3 separate regions of the Triticum aestivum genome follow, and all the other regions are linked to region 2. The links are chromatin contacts, called in public Hi-C maps. All regions are on one chromosome and are shown on one strand. The core of a region is the stretch at or near the end of the contact, and the rest is flanking DNA. Distances in the headings are between cores, read along the strand shown.

Region 1 (4,239 bases), core at 1,637-4,136, 250 kb before region 2:
CCTTGCCGACAGGTGCAGTTGCAAATGTAGGAAGGAGAATTGTAGTACGTTTATTTATATGCAGTCTAGAGCCGGAAAAGAGCACATGAGATCGACACGATGACACGCACGATGCCGCCGCCACGTGTGTCCTTTTCTCCCCGAGAACATGCACGGCACAACCACATCTCTTCTGAAGTGAAAAGTTCCATGGTGGATTGATCACTCACTCGAGTAGTTGAGTTAATCAGGACCTCATGGGAAGCGAAAGAGAGGATGTGACATGAGGATCGATCGAGGTCACAAACGGGGCGGTGTCGTGGTCCAGCACCAACACCACCTGCCACCAACCACGATCCGATCAGTATCAATACTAGCCGATTAGACTACCCATAATAGATAGTAACATAGAGTAGTTACATGCCCATGTTACTAATTTATGTTACTATTTCTATAGTGGGGGTAATATATGTGTGTTAGCATGCGTAACATTTTATTTATTAAGCTATAGACTCATCTTGCCTTGATATGTGTGATGTTACTCATACTATTAGTAACTAGCTATGTTGTCATATGCCTCTCTTTCTTTCTTTATTGCTTGCCACATTATCTATTTTATTTAAATATGTGTGATGTTACTACCTATGTTACTCCCACTGTGGTTAGTCTTTCGTAGTACATTTTTACACCACCAACGAGCAGAACGGGTGAAAGAAGCAATGGAGGAAGGAAAGAGGCGTCGCCCCGCGACCCCCGCGTCGCCTAGCTCTGGCGACACGGGGGTAGAAACCATAGCGCCGCCACAGTCCCCGCCCCCTTCCCCACCTGTCTCGCCGCCGCCAGAGGGCGTCCGCCGGCGAAGCCCGGGCCGGCCCCGAGGAAGGCAGCGGCAGGGCGCTATCCCTGGCCAGTCTGGCGCGTCGAGAGGGGAGATCCGCCGGCGCCCTCTGGAGCCTGGGATCTGTGCGCCTGGCTGCGTGCTCGTCCAACGCCTGGTGCGCGTGCCCTTGGCTGCGCGTCGATGGGGTTGGGCGCGGCCACGGCTGCGGGGATGCCCCGGGATGGTGGCGGCGGGGACCGCTCCCTTTCGGTGGTGTCCGGATCTGAGGCGGCGGCCTCGCTGGTGCGGACGGCGCTCCCCGGCGGCGGGAGTGTTCGTCGGTGAGGTAGGCTGGTTCCCCTCGGCTGCGCGGGCAGCGAGGTCCCGGTGGGCGCAGGTCTTGGCGCTTGGAGGCCCCGGGCTCCCCGGGTCAGATCGGAGGTGATCCTGGTCCGCTCGTGATGCATGACCTCCGGCCGGCCTGGATCTCCGGCGTACTAGCGCCGGCGGATGTGGTGGCTGGCTCGGAGGTGGCGGCAGGGTGCTTGGCCGGGGGAAACCCTTGGCCGCCGGTGGCGGTCACGGCGTCGATGGCGTCCCGGACGCCATTCCCTCCTTGGTGGCGGCGCCGAGGCTAAACATCCCCTGCCTCCCCCTTCCCCTGCGCCCGGGTGAAAACCCTAGCCCCGGTGGCTAAGCGGCGGCGGCGCCACAGCGTCGTCACCTTCTTGAAGGCCCCGACTTGGGCATGGGGATGCTGGGTGTGTATTGCGAGCTTGTCTGGTTCCTGGTGGCGGCCCTTCCGGCCGTGTCTCCGATGGGGACCTCGCCCTTCCTCACCCTGTACATGCCGTGGTGGAGCGGTACTTCATCTCATTCATTGATGGCGGCGAGGATCGGCGGCATGGCGCTGTGGAGGCTCGCCGCCCGATGCACGGAGATGGACTCGCGCAGGAGGAGGTTGTTGTCTGGCGTCATGGTGACGTCGATGGCAGAGTGGCCAGACAAGGTAGAAGCCTCAATATGATCTGAAGACGGACCTGCGGAAGATGGTGGCGACGACACACGAGTGCGTCTGACCGGATTGTGCCCCAGACCCGGTATGTGGCTCGGCTGGGGCTTCCGAATATGTTTCGGTTTCCGGCTTTTTGATGTTAGACTTAGGTGAGTGGTTTGAGTAGTGGCCCAGCTAACACCCCTTCATCACTTTGGATAGGAGTAGTGGCATGTGTTGCCAAGATGGTGGATTCAGGCTTATTGTTGTAAAACTTTGTAAGGTCCTCGAGAATAATCAATAAAATGACCGTATGCATCTACCAGATGCAGAGGTCGGGGATCATCCTCCTTTTCTAAAAAAAAAGAGGCGTCGCCCAACAACCTCCTCCCCCTCCTCCGTCCACACAATTATCGCCACTAGCTTGGGGCCTAGGAACTTGAAAAACTCGCAATTAGCTTTTTTGATTGGTTGAGTCGACTACCCCCCCCCCCCCCCCCCCCCCCCCAAAAAAAAAGGCCGAGTGGACTACAAACCTAGTAATTTTTCTTTCTTCTGTGCAAAGCTAGTAGCACTACTCGTCCCAAGCAAAAAGGGTCACTGTCGGGGCGAAAGCTAATTGCGAGTTGTGAAATGCGATTTGGACAATGGCGGTCACGTGGGAAAAAGCTTGCTTTCACAGTTCAGTGCTCTAGCCACTCGTCCTACTCATCACTCTTGTACGCATGGGGGGCAGGGCCGGGCCGTCCATGCCATCTTCTACCATGGTCTTCCCTTTGGTTCAGACTTCAGAATCAGAGGCATCAGATATTCAGATACAGAGATACTATGCAGTACTAGTTGCACATATTACGTCTACCTGAACCTGACGCAACTAAACTCGGACAATTCTGTCTGGCCAGTGGCCGTAGATATCTCGAATCAGAGGCTCGGTCCAGCCGTCACCTACTTATGCTAAGCTATGCATTAGGTGTCCCGTCGTCGCAAACAAGCTCTCTCGCATGGTGTGTCACCTCACCTACCACCATGAGAGGAGAGTGGAGAGCGACCCGAAGAATACAGAGAAGGACGGACGGATAGGGGAGATGCACAGGGATGACAAGTCGTAGAGGCAACCAAACCAACCAGGTGGCGGACGTGGGCAGTGGCACAGCGCGGGTAGACCACCGGCAGCGCACCCAAAAAACATGTACCCCAGACCGAGCCGCAAGTCGGCTTGCCGCGTTCACATTGCGATTTGGATTTGGATTCGGGCGCCCGACTAGCTAGCTGGCTAGCTGACCGGGTCCAGGAAGCGGCCACGGGGCGGCCTCCGCTGGGCCTGGCTACAGGCTACTAGTACGGTCCTGCTGCACGGCACGCACGTCTCGGCGTTTGCAAGGGATCTAAACTCGTCAATTAAACAAAAATAATTGCCCGGTCGATCGATGAATAACCGAACGAAAACACTGAAGCATGAACCCGCACGACCACACAGACAGAAATCAATAAACTTCTAATGGCATTTCCAACATTGATCTGCAAATTTTCTTCGGTATCCGTCTGCTAACAGAATGACCAATCAGTGGATACCAATGCAGAAACCGACCATCTAATACTGCCAGCATATAGCCGACTTCCATTTTTTCAAAGTCTGTATGTTAAAATAGCCACGTACATAGTCTAAAATAGTTCAAATTCAACCGTAGTTCTAATTATAAAAGTACACTCCAACAATATTGTCCCCTTGGCCCCTTGATCGCTCACAGATGCTCAATCAGATCTTCCTCCATTGCTCGTGAGTTGCTTGATGCCAAATCTATTGATGCATTTGACCAAACTTTTTAAATGTGGCCGGATTTTGATTGGGAAGTTCGATAGGATCACCCATATATTCAAATTCAAGACCCGTGGCTACATTCTCAACCTCATCCTCCGCGATCATGTTGTGCATGATCACACAATAGGTCATCACCTTCCACAACGTCATCGGATCCCATTGTTTAGCGGGTCCACAAGCAACTTCAAAACGTGCCTGCAGAACTCCAAAAGCCCTCTCACCATTCTTTCTAACCGCTTCTTGTCTTTGGGCAAAGTAAGACTTTTTCTGACCAACTGGGTTAGAAATGTTGTTCACATAGGTAGCCAAGGAGGATAAATACCGTCAACCAGATAGTATCTGACGCGGAGCGTCCTACATACATCATCATGTCAAGAGTCCGTTTGACAAGTGACACGTGCGGCATCTACTTCACATACAAAGAGGCGAATCATCTCCTTTACTGGTGCTCACTCGACCCCTTCGAGGATGGTATACTACTTGACACTCCCTCTCGTGTGTATGCATAGGTATTGTCGAAACTTCACGGATGTCGAGGAGGAGTGCGAGCGCCAAGGAACAGCTACACAATCCGCGAGGGAAGCATGGAAGCGGAGACGGAATGTAATGCGCGAGTAATTAAGCTAC
Region 2 (4,466 bases), core at 944-3,443:
TAGCATAGCAAGGGAAAACTAAGCAATTTGGGTGGTTGTACTCACTTCCATCTTCATCCATTTCGTCAAAGAACTTCAGGTTGCAAAGGCGAACAGGCAAAGTAACAATGGAAGTTAATTAGCTTATTGTTCAGCACTAAAACAATTCAGATAGCAAGAGTGGATATATTAGTACCTCAGAGAGTTGAATGGCAGTAGTCTCAGGTGCAAAGAATGCTCCTTCATCCAAAGGTGGAGAAGGAAGGCCTTCTTCTTCATCATCATCATCCACAACAGAAGGGTTTGAAGTTCCTGGGGAGTTGTCTACAGGTAAAAGCAGCAATAATATAGTAAGCTAAGAGGCTTGCAACTGAGCATTCATTCACTCAGAATTAACTCTGAAACTGATGGATGAAATAATGTAACATTGAACAAATTCAGATCCTTTACCTGCAAGGGCAACGTTGGTAGTACTGACCCACTCATCAACCAAAATTTTCCAATCCCTGGAAACACAAAAGGTAACTGAAGATGTCAACAATAGTTTACAAGATTGCTTTGGACTCATGCTAACAAGGTAATTTTCTCATTTTTCTTTGGGATGGTGAACAAAGGTAAATGGTGACTATGTAGCAGTGCAGATGGACTGGTACTAGTCAAAAAAAAAATCAGAACATGAGAGAAGTAATTTGCCTCACTGAACTCTTCAAATTCAAGCATGAACTAGTTCTATAAAGCCAAACTAGATAAAAGTTCATGAAGCTTACTGAATGAGAGCCAGCGCGAGGTGACGAATCTGCTGCGAGCTGTGCTTCCGAAGGCCATTAACAGCCCTCCCAATCTCAGTAGCCTACGATGAACAGCCCCAAAGATAAGCAAACCAAATAGCAACAAAACCAGATATCTCATATGTGGTATGCAAAATAGGTACCCTAAGCGTGGAGACGGACAATTGCATCAGCTGCAGCCTCCTAAGTGAGTCGAACAGAGTAGCATCCGACTGCAAGACACCGTTTGTGTTTTAGTTCAGAATCAATGCTAAGTGCTCACTGGAGTAGACAAATAACAGGTTTGGCAATGAACACAGATAGGAGTCCATACATGGTCTTGCTTGTGCAGGAGGAGCTCCTTGATGCGGAGGACCTCCCCAACGATCTGCGACTCCTCATCGATCTCGTTGGTGAGGGCCTCCAGCTCCTCAGCCTCCGGGTCGTCGTCTTCAGCGTGGTGGTCCTCCTCCGCCGGTGCGGCCGCGTCCTGCTCCTCCTCCTCCTCCTCGTCGTCGTTGTCGTCATCATAGTTGTGGCCGTAGTTGCTGGCGGCGGCGCGGCGGAGGCGCTCGTCGTCCTCCGAGTCGGAGTCTTCATCCTCGCTGATGCCGCCGCCGAGCGCCCCACCCCCGGGCGCGCCGAGGCTGCTGCTATCGACCTTGGACTCCTTCTCGGGGACGCGGCGCACGCTGCCCTTGTCCTCCGCGACGGCGGGCGTGGCGGGGGGGACGGAGCCGGTGCTGGCGGTGCAGCCGTGGCAGGAGGGGCGGGCGAGGAGCGCGTTGAAGAGGCGCTCGGCTATGCGGTCGCGGCGGCGCAGGAACTCCTGCGGCTCGTCGGCGGCGGCGACGAGGATGGCCTTCTCGATGGTCTCGCAGATGCTGACGCCGGCGCCCCGGAAGAAGCCGCGCCACCGGTCGAGCCCGTCGTCGGCCATCGCCCCCGAGATCGCGACCCCGACAGACGGGAACAAACAGCTAGCACTACTAGAAGAACCGATGCTCCGCCGATTACCTCGGGCGGGTTCCTTGCGAAATTATTACTACGCCGCGGCCGAGAATCTAATCCCAGCCCCCGATCGCGAATCCGATGCCCCCCGGAATCCGCCGATCGTGAAAGCGAAATTCGCCAAAAAAATCAAATCGACGAACGGGGCGAGCGAGCAGAAAACGAATCGGGCCGAAACGAATCGAGGAAACCGAGTCGAGTTGGGTTGTGTTTCCCTTCGTTGGTTGCTTGGCCCCCAAGTGCCGGTTTCCTTGCGGATTTCTGCGGCGGCAGGAAGAACCTTACCAAATCCTATCTGGCCCTTGCGGAAAGGGGGAGGTAGGGTGGGGTAGGGCTGGGCGTGGGAGGGGTAGGAGGAAGAAGACGGTGCGGCTCGGCTGGGCTGGGGGGAGAAGGCGAGGCTCGCGAGGGCGATGCAAACACCAGGAAGGGTCGGGGCGGAGATGGGGACGGGGCGGGGCGGGTGGATAGGGACGCGGATGGCAGGGTACGCTACGCGACCCGAGCCCACGAGGACTACGAGCACCGGCACGCACGCACGCACAGCGCAGCTAACTGAACAAGAGCTACTCCCGCCCCGTGGGCCCAAAAGGCCAAAATACGCGCGGTAAAACAAACCGGGTCGCGTCACCGGTTCGCTTCGCTTCGCTTCTTTTCCTTCGGCAAGCGCGATCCCTCCTTTTCCTTCTGCAGGAGCGGGGCGACGCGGCGGCCTCGTGGTGGCTTCTTTGGTTTGACCCCCCCGAGTCGACATGCACTCTCTTTCTCCCGCCTCCCCTCACCTCCCCTGGTTTTGTTTAGCAGTATAGTTTGGTACTGGCATTAACTACTTCGATCGCTGCCCATGATTTACTCCATTATTATCGGCAGTGCCAATTGATTGGCTAATTTCCTTCTCATCTCACCAGATATCCCTCCAGATCAATCAAACATAAATGTTCACTACTCCATTACTGAAATGATTTTGGTTTGGGGCAGTGGTTCTTTTCGAATCGAAATAAACCTATGATAGCAACATCCTGGACCCCACCACGGGTCCGTGAAAGCTCGGTTACCTTCTGTAGACTCTAGTGTAGTTTTCTCTTTTAGCTGCAGCAGGGGTGGCTCGTTGCGGTTAACGCCCTTGGCTCAGCTCCAGCGGTTGCTTCCAAAATGGCCCAGGCAACCGTATCCCCGGGTTGTTCCAGCCAGGGATTCTCGACGCGCAAGTGGCATGTGTTTCTTGCTTCCTTTCGGAAGGAATATGTGGCTCTTGCCATCTCTAGCTCAGCTCGGTGCACCACAGACTTTTCACTACTTCAGTTGTGAGCTTGTGGCTGCCTCTCCTCTGGGGCAAACTGCACGGCAAGAGCAGAAAAACGGTGCGTAGTAAACGTGGTTAGTCATGAGTTGAGGTATTTTTTTCATAGGCTATATTTTTCTTCCTCTGTTTTTTTTACAAGGTACTCCCTCCGTAAAGAAAGATAAAAGCGTTTAGATCACTACTGTACAGAGAGATTGATTTTTCCTTCTTCCTCTATGAATGAGAAGACTGCCAACTCTCCGGTGTACTCTCCAAGAAAATAACCCACCGTAGAATAAAGTAGGAAAATAAATCATGTTTAAGCATATCAAAGTTGTATTGTGTTTGTTTGGCATGTCAAACTGAATACGTTTTTTTAACTGCAAATTGTACAACGTTGGTGCAAAAACTTGTGAATTCATTCGGAACTCCTCAGCGATTGGTTGTTTTCGAGTTTCAACAACACTCGGCTACCTCAATGACCAAGAAGATTCGGTTAATTCAATGAAAATCGGGCAAACGTAATCAGGGGCGTAGCAAGGTCTAGGTTGCTCGGGTCGTGGCTTACAAAATGTTCGTTGATTGTGGTACTTTTTGTGCACTGTACAACACTGTACATAATGATGCTATAGTTATAAGTGTTCGCTCGTGTCTTAGGCTGATCCTGGCTACAACACCTGTTACAATCACCCGATTTTCATTTAATTAATCGGCCGACCTGGTTACCTGCAAAGACTTACACTCTCGAGAAGAGAGTGTTCGTCGAGACCAACTACAAAGAGTCATTCCCATCAATTATCACCCTCGATCCGATAACTGTGACTTCACCACAAAACGCCCACCAAAAGAGGCATCATCTTCAATAGTTGCCCGAGACCCATGTTGGAGTGTGCAATAGACATTGAACGCAGAACACCTACCTACCTCCTCCCCAATGATCCTCCTGAGCAACATGGGCGGAAACCCTACCACCACCTTAGGTCGGCCATCTATGCTCTTGAGCCGTTACGATGGCGACTGACCTCTCCAGTCGCATCCAAAGGAAACAGGTAGACCCCAATGGTTTAGAGTGGTGGCGGTATGTTTTCCCTGACGTCGACCATCCCCTACCAATGAGGCTCTAGCTATCGGTAGCGCGACTCGTTCCAGATCCCAGCCTAAGCTTTTGTCTAGGCACTCTCATGGTGGCACCCCGATACGTCTCCAATGTATCTATAATTTTTGATTGCTCCATGCTATTATATTATCCGTTTTGGATGTTTATGTTCTTTACTTTACACTTTTATATCATTTTTGGGACTAACCTACTAACCGGAGGCCCAACCCGAATTGCTGGTTTTTTGCCTATTTCAGTGTTTCGAAGAAAAGGAATATCAAACAGAGTCCAAACGTAATGAAACCTTTGGGAGCGATCTTTTTGGAACAAA
Region 3 (4,663 bases), core at 1,101-3,600, 140 kb after region 2:
GCGTCCAAGCCCATGTCGTCCTCCTTTCCACCGTCTCCATGAGCAGCGACTATAAGACCGATGAAGTGAAGGTACGGTCTCTGCGAGGAAGAGTAGAAAACGGGAGACGGACCAGGCCATATGGGACACCAGGCCCCCGTCGCCTCCTGTGGTCTACTCATCCTCAGAGGAGTCCACGCCTTGTCCGTCATCGGTGGACGTGAGGTCCACGAGCAAAATGGTGACACCGATGCTGTTGTCGTCTCACCGAGCCGACTAATGGTTCGTCGGTGGCGCGTAGGAGGCGCAGGTGGCATATTCTCCTTTGCGATCGCTTGGAGCTGCACCTCCGCGGCTGCCGCTTCCAGGCGAGCGGCGACTTGAGCGCAGACGACATCGTAGATGGCACGCTGCTTCATGACGAAATTTGGGTTCACCACGGCCTCGTCGCTCGCACGCTCGCCGTAGATCTGGCCCTCCGCCAGCCGGTGCTGCTCGAGGAAGAACAAGTTGTATCGTTGTTCCTCCTGCGTCTGCTGGAACACTGACAAAGGCGTCGGCGCAGGCTGCACCTCCGTCATGGTGGCGTTAAAGTGCGCATGCGCCTGCTCCATGGTGAAGCCAGCCTGCACAAGAGGCGTGGGAGCCGGGGTAGAGTCGTCGGAGTCCGTCTCGATCATGGTGTTGTTCTCGTCGTCGCAGACCTCGGGCGAGCTTGCCGGCAAGCCGGCCTCAATCCGCTTGGAACGGTGGCTATGCCTAGCGGCGGCAAAAGCAGCCACCGCATGTTTCATCTCCGACTACAGACTGACCCACAGTGCTTTCCCGCTGGCGGCCATGGCGGATGCAGTGCAAGGGAGGAGGATGTGGCGGGGCTTGTATTGTGATGTGCAGTTAGCCGGGCGTGGCCGCCTTTATGTAGCGGATTCCGGTGTGGCGAGGCGTCTAGGTGCGTCAATGCACAGTGCTGGAGTGGGTTTCTCGGCCGACGAGCTTGCTTAATGACGGCATACGGACGAACGACATTGAACGGGCGTGGTAGATATCTGTTCCATCCTGTCCAAGCACGTGTCATCCGACGTTGAATGACTTCTGCGGTCTGAACGGTTGCGGGAAGTTTAGAGGTCCTCCTTAAAGTTGCCCTAACGAATGCTCTCTTCTCAGTGTTGTATCATGTAGTTTGTGTCAGGTCGGGTGATGCTTGTGTGTGGTGACCGTCACGTGGGTGATTGTACCTATTTTTTTCGTTAATTAATCAGACATGATTTTTCGCTAACGTCAAAAAACGTCTTACATTATGTGGTGGAAGGAGTAAATTTCTTTTACATCTGAATCCTTTGTAGCTAATGAGACGGGGCAAAATATTTTTTTTTGTTTGAAATAGGGCAAAATCGTTTGTGGTGACAGATAAATGGGTTGGTAGACTCGCGGCAGAGTGTGAGCTAACCAGCAGTGAAGTCGGGTAAAGTAGCACACCAAATCTCTTGCTGCAACCGCACGCCCAAGATTTGACTATGGACCAAACATTTCCTTGTTCCTTTTTCAAGATGGAAACATGTTCGTGTTGAGCGCTTTCATATAAAACTATAAGGAAAGTCAGACCAAACATCTTTTTTCTATTCCTATGTTTTGAAAATCCCGTGAATCAAAGAGGCTCTAAATGGGTTGCTAGGCTCGCGGCAGAGTGAGCTAACCAGCAGTGAAGTCAAGTAAAGCAGCACACGAACTCTCTTCCTGCAACCGCACGCCCAAACTCATATGACCAAGATTTGAATATGGACCAAACATCTCCCTCTTCCTTTTCTTCAAGATTGAAACATGTTCTTATGGAGCGCTTTCATAAAACTAGAAGCAAAGTCAGACCAAAATCCAGTGCCACACAAGGCTCACACTTACGCTCATACGGCGACATCATGTCGTAATCCAACTCGAAGAGCGGCATGTGTAACAAACGCCGATTATCAGTTAGTAATCTTGCACAGATCAGGACACATGCGTCGTAGTAGTACCAGCAGAACCGTGTAGAGGGGGGAGCGCATGTGTTTCACCTGCTCGTAGCCCAAAGGATAAACAAAAAATAAGTATACTCGTACAGAAAGAGGACGAAGCAGCAGGGGCCAGGGAGGCGACGAGTGGACCACGGCCAGGGAGGCCAGGCCCAGCCACGTGAGAGCCCGGAAAGCGGAGGCGAAGCACGCGGGAAAGAGCGGAAATTTTGTTGCGACGCCGGGCGGGCGAGTCGTGCCGCGCCTCGTGCGTACGCGGGCGGCGGGGGATACGGTTTTCGATCTCTCTTTTCGATTCCGCCCCCGCGCGCGGGCCAGGCCAAACCCGCGAAACCGCGGCGCGGTGACCTCAGGCACGAGGACGCTGCCACTGCTCTGAACGGCGGCAGGGTCATGAACACGCGTACTGCTGCTAGTGCTTGCCCAGTACAGCTTCGCATGCCCAGCAGCTTCTTCCCCCGGTGGCAGTACACCGAATTTAGCGCCATGTTTATCTCGTCGCGGTTTGAATTTCTCATGAGCTTCACTCCCTCCCACGCCCCATCTCTTGACCCAAGGTTCCAAACAACCTAGAGTGTTTGCTTGAATTTTGACAGTGATTTCTGCAGTATTTTTTCGCATGCCAATCTGAACAGCTGAACTGCTGAAGATAGTACTTCCTGGAGCTATCACGGGCAGCTGGTTGCTGTAGGATAAAATTGACATCTACTATTGTTTTCTGGGGCAAGCAGATTGACACCTACTCGGTCTTGTCTCCAATTTGGAACGACTAGTTTCCAATCTGGCAGCCGACAATGTCTACTACACACCCACGTCATTTCTTCACGCACTTGGTCTCAGGACCCGGCGCCCGCAGAATTATTTTATCACGATTTCGCTAACCGCTTCTAAAAAGACGACTCATCATGACAATTAACTACTCAACCAACTGCTCATAACCATAAGCTATCTTCCTTTACCAACTATTAATACAGTGTTTGCCAATCATGCGTTGGTCAGCTTGAAATGCAAATTTTTTTGCCCATTCCACTTGGAACATTTCCTGCTGTACAAACAAGTAGTACTACAGGTTGAAATAATTATCACAACAACCAAAAAACGCTAATATGGTACTATTTCCTCAAAAAAAAAAACTCTAATATGGCACTATAATGTTTTTTTGTGTGTACAGAAATCAACTTGATTCTGTCAATGCTTTGCACTTCTGTAGCAAACAGTAGTGCTTAAGGTTTACAGCTCATGCCTTACGAGATCACACTGAACCATAGAAGTGGGGACATCCAAGTTCCAACCGCGGTTTGCTGACTGTTGCCAAGTCTCGTCTTGTTGCTTTGGAGACTGGACTCGATCCTATCCTTGAGAAAACAGTTTTATTTTAAGGGCAGCAAAGTTGACTGCAACAATTAGCAAAGCTGACCTTCTGAACTCTTAAGACAAACAACTGGAGTCAATGAGTCGAACTTATGTACTTCCTCCGTCCGGAAATACTTGTCATTGAAATAGATGTATCTAGATGTATTTTAGTTCTAGATACATCCATTTTCATTCATTTTGATGACAATTATTTTCGGACGGAGGGAGTAGATCAAAGCGCACGCTATAATTCACTACGCGTTATAAGGCGTGCAAAAATAGTCAGGTCAAATAGGTTAGGTAAAAAATATCTCGGGTTAAGCAGATGGTCCTCCTTTTGCTCATTACCGCAGACCCAATGTAAACAAACTGAACTTGACAGATGACACCCGACTGAAGAACTTCTAGTACGACCCAAGGCGGTCAAAAAAAGAGATAGTGGTGCGTCAGGTGGAAATTTCTGCATTCTCAAATGGCGCAAACAGTTGAAAACAGAACGACCGCGAGCTAGTAAAGTACACCCTCTGGTACTAAATGTAAGACGTTTTCGCAGATCAATATGAACTGCCAAACATTTTATTTCTGAACTTTGACACAACAAGTAAGCAACTCCTGAGGCAACACTGTTTTCCACAGGAACACGGGGTAACTTCAACATCAAATTATGGGGATAAGCTCGTTCAAAAAAAAATTATGGGGATAACTTATGCTTGTACACCCTAAACTTCAGAGCTTGTGCCTTACAAGATCGCACCAAACGAGAGCAGTAGAGTCGTTAGAGGTTCCCAACACAAGCTTGATACCGTTCCTCCCAATGGCCTTGACTTGTTCCTTCAGAGATTGGACTTGATCCTATCCATGGAAACAGAGTAGAGATAAAACATTAGGGTGGCGGAGTTGACCTGCCCAAGACCAAAACCGTATTCATAATACTGAACTGGAGTGTAAGATAAACAATTAGTCAATATGTTCATCTTTTACAAACACGTTCATGCTCAGAATTCTCCTTTGCATGTTATCTCAAAGACAACTAAGGAAACTGAAATTGACTGATCAAGCCATAGCACTAAATTTCAGATATGACCCAAAATGGTAGAGGAAATGTAAGTGACATGCCAAGTCTGAAGGTGGTACTGCTATTTCCAAATTGAACATCTGCAATTCTTCTACAGATTCTTATGAAAACTGAACCTACTTTAATGTAAGTAACTGAACAGGTGAAGAAATATAAATATTTTCCCTTCAATAGAAAAACATAGTCTGCACCTTCTTCGAGTGGGGGAAGCAAGCCTCAAAGAATCAATATTTCTGCATCCCTTGATGCT

Evidence for each region. A called contact is a pair of places that touch in the nucleus more often than the background predicts.
Region 1: a contact with region 2 is called in a Hi-C map of leaf, with 5 times the contacts expected there. The contact joins the enhancer-like site here to the promoter of LOC123132933 in region 2. A contact is called at or near these places in 3 of 5 Hi-C or Micro-C datasets (all in leaf) and 1 of 1 datasets of contacts at active chromatin or transcription factors (leaf).
Region 3: a Hi-C map of leaf shows a contact between it and region 2, with 8 times the contacts expected there. The contact joins the enhancer-like site here to the promoter of LOC123132933 in region 2. A contact is called at or near these places in 2 of 5 Hi-C or Micro-C datasets (both in leaf) and 1 of 1 datasets of contacts at active chromatin or transcription factors (leaf).

What each region holds. Positions count from the first base shown.
Region 1 is chr1B:480,072,540-480,076,778 of IWGSC CS RefSeq v2.1, forward strand. No RefSeq gene overlaps it. Among protein-coding and RNA genes, the nearest start is that of LOC123132917, 7.6 kb to the left of the region's middle. Within about 2 kb of position 2,887, at least 3 of the 8 cell types and tissues checked have an H3K27ac peak or open chromatin away from gene starts, as enhancers often do. A contact at or near this core is called in leaf, where this site is marked.
Region 2 is chr1B:480,320,814-480,325,279 of IWGSC CS RefSeq v2.1, forward strand. LOC123132933 (probable mediator of RNA polymerase II transcription subunit 26b) reads right to left here and starts at 2,194. Exons shown (of 9, transcript XM_044552549.1): 1 at 1,081-2,194; 2 at 911-979; 3 at 747-829; 4 at 430-485; 5 at 176-303; 6 at 46-73. The coding sequence starts at 1,686.
Region 3 is chr1B:480,456,576-480,461,238 of IWGSC CS RefSeq v2.1, forward strand. LOC123132949 (F-box/FBD/LRR-repeat protein At1g13570) reads right to left here. Exons shown (of 7, transcript XM_044552672.1): 6 at 4,605-4,663; 7 at 3,870-4,190. The coding sequence ends at 4,630. Among protein-coding and RNA genes, the nearest start is that of LOC123132949, 6.8 kb to the right of the region's middle. Within about 2 kb of position 2,351, at least 8 of the 8 cell types and tissues checked have an H3K27ac peak or open chromatin away from gene starts, as enhancers often do. A contact at or near this core is called in leaf, where this site is marked.